2 separate regions of the Sus scrofa genome follow, and region 2 is linked to region 1. A link is a contact called in public Hi-C data. All regions are on one chromosome and are shown on one strand. The core of a region is the stretch at or near the end of the contact, and the rest is flanking DNA. Distances in the headings are between cores, read along the strand shown.

The links. Hi-C and Micro-C count contacts between places; a contact is called where the count stands out from the background.
Region 2: a contact with region 1 is called in a Hi-C map of liver, with 4 times the contacts expected there. A contact is called at or near these places in 1 of 47 Hi-C or Micro-C datasets (liver) and 1 of 2 datasets of targeted methods (alveolar macrophages).

The regions. Positions count from the first base shown.
Region 1 is chr4:97,900,937-97,904,091 of Sscrofa11.1, forward strand. RFX5 (DNA-binding protein RFX5) reads left to right here and starts at 1,534. Exons shown (of 10, transcript XM_005663455.2): 1 at 1,534-1,628; 2 at 2,444-2,572; 3 at 2,822-2,855. The coding sequence starts at 2,457.
Region 2 is chr4:98,216,910-98,220,064 of Sscrofa11.1, forward strand. MINDY1 (ubiquitin carboxyl-terminal hydrolase MINDY-1) reads left to right here and starts at 1,707. Exons shown (of 10, transcript XM_001929665.7): 1 at 1,707-2,433. It overlaps PRUNE1 (protein prune homolog), which reads right to left and starts at 1,953. Exons shown (of 9, transcript XM_013997183.2): 1 at 1,824-1,953; 2 at 40-110.

The DNA of each region.
Region 1 (3,155 bases), core at 284-2,783:
TTATATTTTTAATTTTTATTTTTTTGCTTTTTAGGACTGCCCCTGAGACATATGGAAGTTCCCATGGCTAGGGGGTGAATTGGAGCTACAGCTACTAGCCTACCCCACAGCTTACTGCCATGCCAGATCCTTAACCCACTGAGTGAGGCCAGGGATCAAACCCACATCCTCATAGATACTATTCTGATTCCTTTCTGCTGTGCCACAATGGGAGCTCCCCAAATGAGGTCTTTAATATTTGGTATGGTGTCTGGCACACAGTATCCACCAAATACATTTTAGCTGTTACTAGAAAACCTTCTTTCCAGTATATCCTCATTCCCGCAACTCTGCAATCATTCCCCCAACTCTGCAATCAATCCCCTGGGTTCCCTCCAGGAAGCTGGTAGTAGGGAAATGGAGGCTCCAATGGGCCATGGTAATGAGATCAGGCAACATTGCCAGCCTCTTTACAAAAGCACAGTGATGATGAGACTGGAGAATGTATAAGTCAGGATCACAAATATGGCTTTGTGTGTAACATAGCTGCTGTGCAAAAAAAAAAAAAAAAAAAAAAAAAAAATACTGTCCATTCACAGCGTGGCTAACCTGGAGTCCCCGTGACTTCTGACCTTAGATGCACCACTCGGTCTGTACCTGCATTTTTCATGCCAGAGAGTCCCTTGAATTTATTTGACTCTTGGCCTTAAAAAGCCTTAACTAAGAGGGTTAAGAACTCATGACCTTTCAGTAACAATGTTCTCTGAAGAGAAAAAGGTCAGTTCCTGTGGGCATCCAGCACCCTCTGGGGGAGTCAGTCAAAATTCCAGTGTTCACTGAGTGCAGAACTGTGGGGATGCAAAGGCATTAACAACTCTTTGGAAGAAAATAAAGTACACACGGGAAACTTATGAACACTAAAGGCACTTTAGTTTAATGTGGTACAGCTGCTGAGGTTTGGAGGCCTCCATCAATGAGTAATGTGAGCCTGTGTTTGCAGGTTTGTTGTGTCTATTTGGTTGTGTTGGGTGGTGGGGGCAATGGTTCAACTTGTTTTTCATCAGAAGTGGGTAATGTGAGCTCATATCGAACTTCCATCACTACTTCCTATAATTTTCTAGTGATTTTATCATCCATTGAGTCTTTTCTTCCAGTAGCTGCGATCACCGAAAGCAAAACTGAAAGACGGCACGAGAAAAGAAAGCTCCAAAAGAAGCCGAGCGCCCAGTCTTTCGTCCTGCGGTCCCTTTAAGAGAAGAACCTCTTGGGACCGGCAGTCCCAACCGACCCCAGTTTTAACCGAAACCTAACCCGGACTTCCCCCTCTTGACTCAAATAAGACCAACTTTGGATTTTCCCTCCCCTATTGACCAATCGGATTCTGTTACCAGGCAGACTTTAGCTGCCGCCGGTACGAGACCGGCGCCTACTGTCTCCGGGTGGCAGCAACGACCAATGATAGAGCGGGCAGTACGAGTATCTAGGCAGATCGGGGCTGTTCCAGCCATTCAGAAAAAAGAAAATAAAGCAACGCACGAGCCCGCTGGGCCAGGACCGTGGGGCTGGGCTGAAGTGAAGGTGGCTACGAGGTAGTTTCTCTTTCTCCCTTACCTTTAATGTTGCTTGTGTTGGAAGGCGACTGTTGAAAGGTAGGGAGGGGGCAATATGAGTTGGGAGGAGCGCAGAAAAATATTTTGGCTGTATTTTCAACGGCTTCTTCACCCATGTGCACGTGCCCCGAGTCTGGGACCCCATTCTCCCTACCGGGTTCATACGCCCAGCCCAGGAGTTCCGCAGCCCTGAACTCCCCCTCCCCCCCACTTTGCTGCAACGAGGGATTGAATAGAGGGGGAAGGGAGGGAAGTGGGGGCGCGCATCAGGATGGGATGTTGAGGGAGGTGACGTAGGGGCCTGCGACGTGGGGAGGGGGAGCTGCGGGGGAAGCCGTGGCGAGATTAAATAATGAGAACTTGGGCCCAGTTTTTTCCAAGCCTGGAAGGCAGAATATGTTCGTATCCTTTCTAACCTCCCAGGCCGATTCAGTGATGCGGACTATATTAGAGAATTAAAGAACTTTGTCTTGTGGTGGTTGTTTTTGAGGGGAAGGAAGGATGGCAGTAGCGGGGTCAGAAGCAGAAAGGAAAATTTCTAACGTGATTCCCAAACCCCCATCTCTTCCTTTACGGTTTTCCACTTTTAGCAGACTGCAGAAAGGTGGGGCAGATAGAATGGAGATGGCAAAGATCTCTTGGGGTATAGATGGGCCTGGAGAAGTACTGGAAGAATTTATAACGTTTGGAAAAGATAAGTGGTGGGGAAGAAAAAAAGACCACTGGAGCAATTCTGAGGCTTTTTTTTTTTCTGCTTGTCTCTCTTTCTGGGTAGAGAGGAGAGGAGTGGTCCTGGGGCCTCCATGAGGGGAAAGGAAGTTAAATCTTCATGTCCTGTCTTCTCTCACCTCTAGCCCTCATGCCAGGATGGCAGAAGATGAACCTGATGCTAAAAGCCCAAAGACAGGGGGAAGGGCCCCCTCAGGTAGTGCCGAGGCAGGGGAACCCACCACCCTTCTTCAGAGGCTCCGAGGTACCATTTCGTAAGTACTCATCACCATCTCCAAACCTCATTCCAGACCTGGGTATCCACCCCTGTAAGCACTTACTGTCTCTCTCGACAATCTGCCATTCCCCAAGCAAGTGTATCCCATCAGGGGAGCGTCTTCATCATCATAGCAGTTCTTGAGCACCTGCTGGTTTTTTCAGCCCTCTTCCTCTCCCTGGCAGAAAGACCCAGGGATGGGGAAAATTTTTGTGTATGACCTCCAGCTTTCTCTTCTTCTCCACAGCAAGGCCGTGCAGAACAAAGTAGAGGGAATCCTGGTGAGTATTTGGGGGAAGAGGGCAATAGAGAGATGCAGTTGGTGGAGAATGATAGTGAGGCTATCGGTAGGAAAGTTCTCTGTGAGAGAGGTATGTTGTCTGCCCTGTCAGAAGTAACTGGCTTTGCAAGTTGCCATCACTTTCCCCTTGAGCGTCTGTGTGACCTCTTGTGTAAAAGCCGCATAGAAATAAAATCAGAGCTGACCCCCTCCACTCCCCCTCTCATCCTAGTGGCCCATAAGGGCTCCTCAGGGCATAGTGAGCACCCAGCCTCAAATCATTTCTGAGGTCTTTTTCCCA
Region 2 (3,155 bases), core at 457-2,956, 320 kb after region 1:
CCCAGAGACAGAAGCCGAGTTCTGCGCCCAGAGACTCACGGGAAGCGCGAAGCGGGTGGTGGTGGTGCAAGGCGTCCTGGGAAATGTAGTCCCAAAACTCCAAAACGGCCCTAAGAATTGAGGGAAGGAGAATTTTCTGAGATCGCTTATTTGACACACAAGTGTAAATGCGTCACATAAACTTTGTGGCATCTGAATTTTCCCTCTTGAGTCAGATTAAGTATAGCATCTTTCTATCTATATATTACACTGACCATCTGGTTGACATTTTAAATCACACTGGGCAAAAACGGCTTTTCAACTTTCTCGAATTCTCTACTTTAACAAACGGTCCCATTGCAATCACAATTTTGTGATTATCCATGTTATAAAAATATTGGAATATGAAAACATCGTAATAATCTTTGGCCTCTCTTCTTAATTCCTACAGCCTCTTGCCAACTCCAGTTGCTGCCATTACAACTCTATAGCCTCTTTTTTTCTATAGCGTCAGCAAATTCTCTTTCTTTTTCCGGACTGTTGTAACTTGGGTTTCTGCTCACCTGCCTCCCTAATTGTTCCAAATGCCCCTGCAGCCTTCAGAGTTGTTTGAAGTTTCATCCTGGAGCAGCCATGTAAGTAGAGCTTGGGGGAACCTTTCAGAATGTAGAGTTGGGTTCCAACCACATTTAACTACCACCTTCCAGCCCCAGGGTAGTGCAGAATACTGCAGAAAATGTGCTTTTTTTTTTTTTTTTTTGTCTTTTTGCCTTTTCTAGGGCCGCTTCCTGTGGCATATGGAAGTTCCCAGGCTAGGGGTCTAATCGGAGCTGTAGTCGCCGGCCTACGCCAGAGCCACAGCAACATGGGATCTGAGCCTTGTCTGTGACCTACACCACAGCTTAACCCACTGATCAAGGCCAGGGATCGAACCCGCAACCTCATGATTCCTAGTCGGATTCGTTAACCACTGTGCCACAATGGGAACTCCGTGATAAATGTACTCTTTTCATCAAATGTTCCCTCATTTATTAATGAATCCCTTTGTTTCCTACCACCAACCTCACACCAGTTTTTCCTGCTCCCCAAGCTCGGAATTGAGAGGAGGTGATAGATGAGAAGCTGAGGCCTGTGGTGGGAACAAGGACCGGAGCAGAGGGATATTGAAGCTCCTGCTTGCTCAGCTAGTTTTCTCCCTGCTTCACTCTTCCCAGAGCCTGGGGCTTCTTACACACCCTCTCTGCACTACCAGGGGCATAGCCCAACTGGTTTCTAGACTAAAAAAGTGAGCAAATACGTGTATGTGTTACTGGGTCACCTTGCTGTGCAGCAGAAAATTGACAGAACACTGTAAATCAGCTATAATGGAAAAAATAAAAATCATTATTAACTATAAAAAAAAAAAGTGAGGGAGTTTCTGTTGCGGTGCGGCGGAAACGAATCCGACTAGGGACCATGAGGTTGCGGGTTCGATCCCTGGCCTTGCTCCGTGGGTTAAGGATCCTGGCATTGCCGTAGGCTGTGGTGTAGGTGGCAGATGCAGCTCAGATCCTTTGTTGCTGATCTGATTAGATCCCAGCCTGGGAACTTCCATGTGCCGCAGGTGCGGCCCTAAAAAACAAAAAACAAACAAAAAAGAGATATAGTAAGGATTTTGAAAGGATAAGGATTTTTCACTTTAAATGAGTAATTATGCTAATATCACGCTGTCTGGCCTGCCTCTGTGGATCCAGAGCAAAGGACTTTTGTACCTAGAGAGAAAGCCCAGATCCAACAAGCTGCTGCTGTCCGGCCCTGCTCCTCCTCCCCACTCAGCAAGGGCCCTTGCTTTTCCCTCTTCTCACCAGAGAGGCACAAGCGCTCCGTCCCTTCCAGCGGCAGGCGGAGGGAGGAGAAAGGGTCTGTTGTTTTTCTCTCCTGTTTCTCTCTCTCTCACTGCTGATCACCAAGCTGCTGACCAGGTCAGAAAGCCCTAATGGAAATCCTCCAGTGCTGGCCTGGCTCCTCCTCCTCCCAGAAGCTTGTCCTTGACTGATTTTTCTTTGTCCCGACGGGAAAGAGAGAGAGAGAGAGAGAGAAAGAAGAAAAAAGAAAACCCACAAACTTCCTTTGAAAACCAGCTCGCTAGACTGGGCCTGGAGCGCACGCCCTAGACTCGGCGACTCAGAAATCCTGGAGACGCTCTGAGCGACCTGGGAGTACCTGGGCTGCACTCCTGCCGGTCTCCACCCTCTTCCAGTGCCCCCGGCCGGCCGTGGGCGTGAGTCCGGAAGTGGCCACCATCCGGCCAAGACTGCTGCGCACAAACCCGTGTAAACCTGTGCGAGCTCTGGCTTTGACAGCTGGAAGGCAGCTGGGAGTGTGGTGGCGCCCCTCACTGCACCCACCTGCCCCATCGTATTGCCAGAGCTGCACCCTCCTTCTGTGTCCTGGAACAGCACCCACTTCTTTAAGGTAAAAACTTTGAACCATTTCCTTCACCTCTTCTCCTAATCCCCAGTCCTCTGTTTCCTCTTTAGCCCTGGGGAGGTGACACTGACTGTTCTTCCACGTTGGGTCTCTACACGTTTAGATTTTGAGAGGCGTTCAGGCAGAAGGAATATGTAAAAGACGCTGCTTGGGTCCCTGTATTTCTTCCTTTTAATGACACCTTCCCCCTCTCCCTTGCTAGCACGTAGACAAGGCACCGTCGTTGACTTAACTCTGAGGAGAACTTCTAAACCATTAGTTCTGTGACGATTTGCATCAGAGCGAGAAAGAGATTAGAGGGGGACAGTAAAGCACTTGAGGGGAGAGTAAAGTTCCTAGGGAGTGCGGGTGGGGGGCGTCTTGTGGAAGCTGGGTACCAGTTGTATATGCTTCTTCCAACTTTTGGCTACTTACTGCCGCTGGCTAGGGGTGGGTCTGGGCTGCTTTACCTCTCACTCACCACCAGAGGATAATTCCAGCTGGAGAAAATGTGTTGGATTTAAGAGGAAAAAGAAAGAGAAATCCTGATTTGTTTGAGTACCTGTGCTCCCTCATTCTCTCCTGCTCTGAAGGAGCACCAGGCAGGTACCTTGAAGAGGAGAAATTCTCCATCACGCTTCCTGCCTCTATTCTGAAGACTTAGCCCATCCAACTTTGCCCAGTTTCTCTGAGACCCAGCTTCCTCCGGTGTCCAGCTCCTGGGTTCT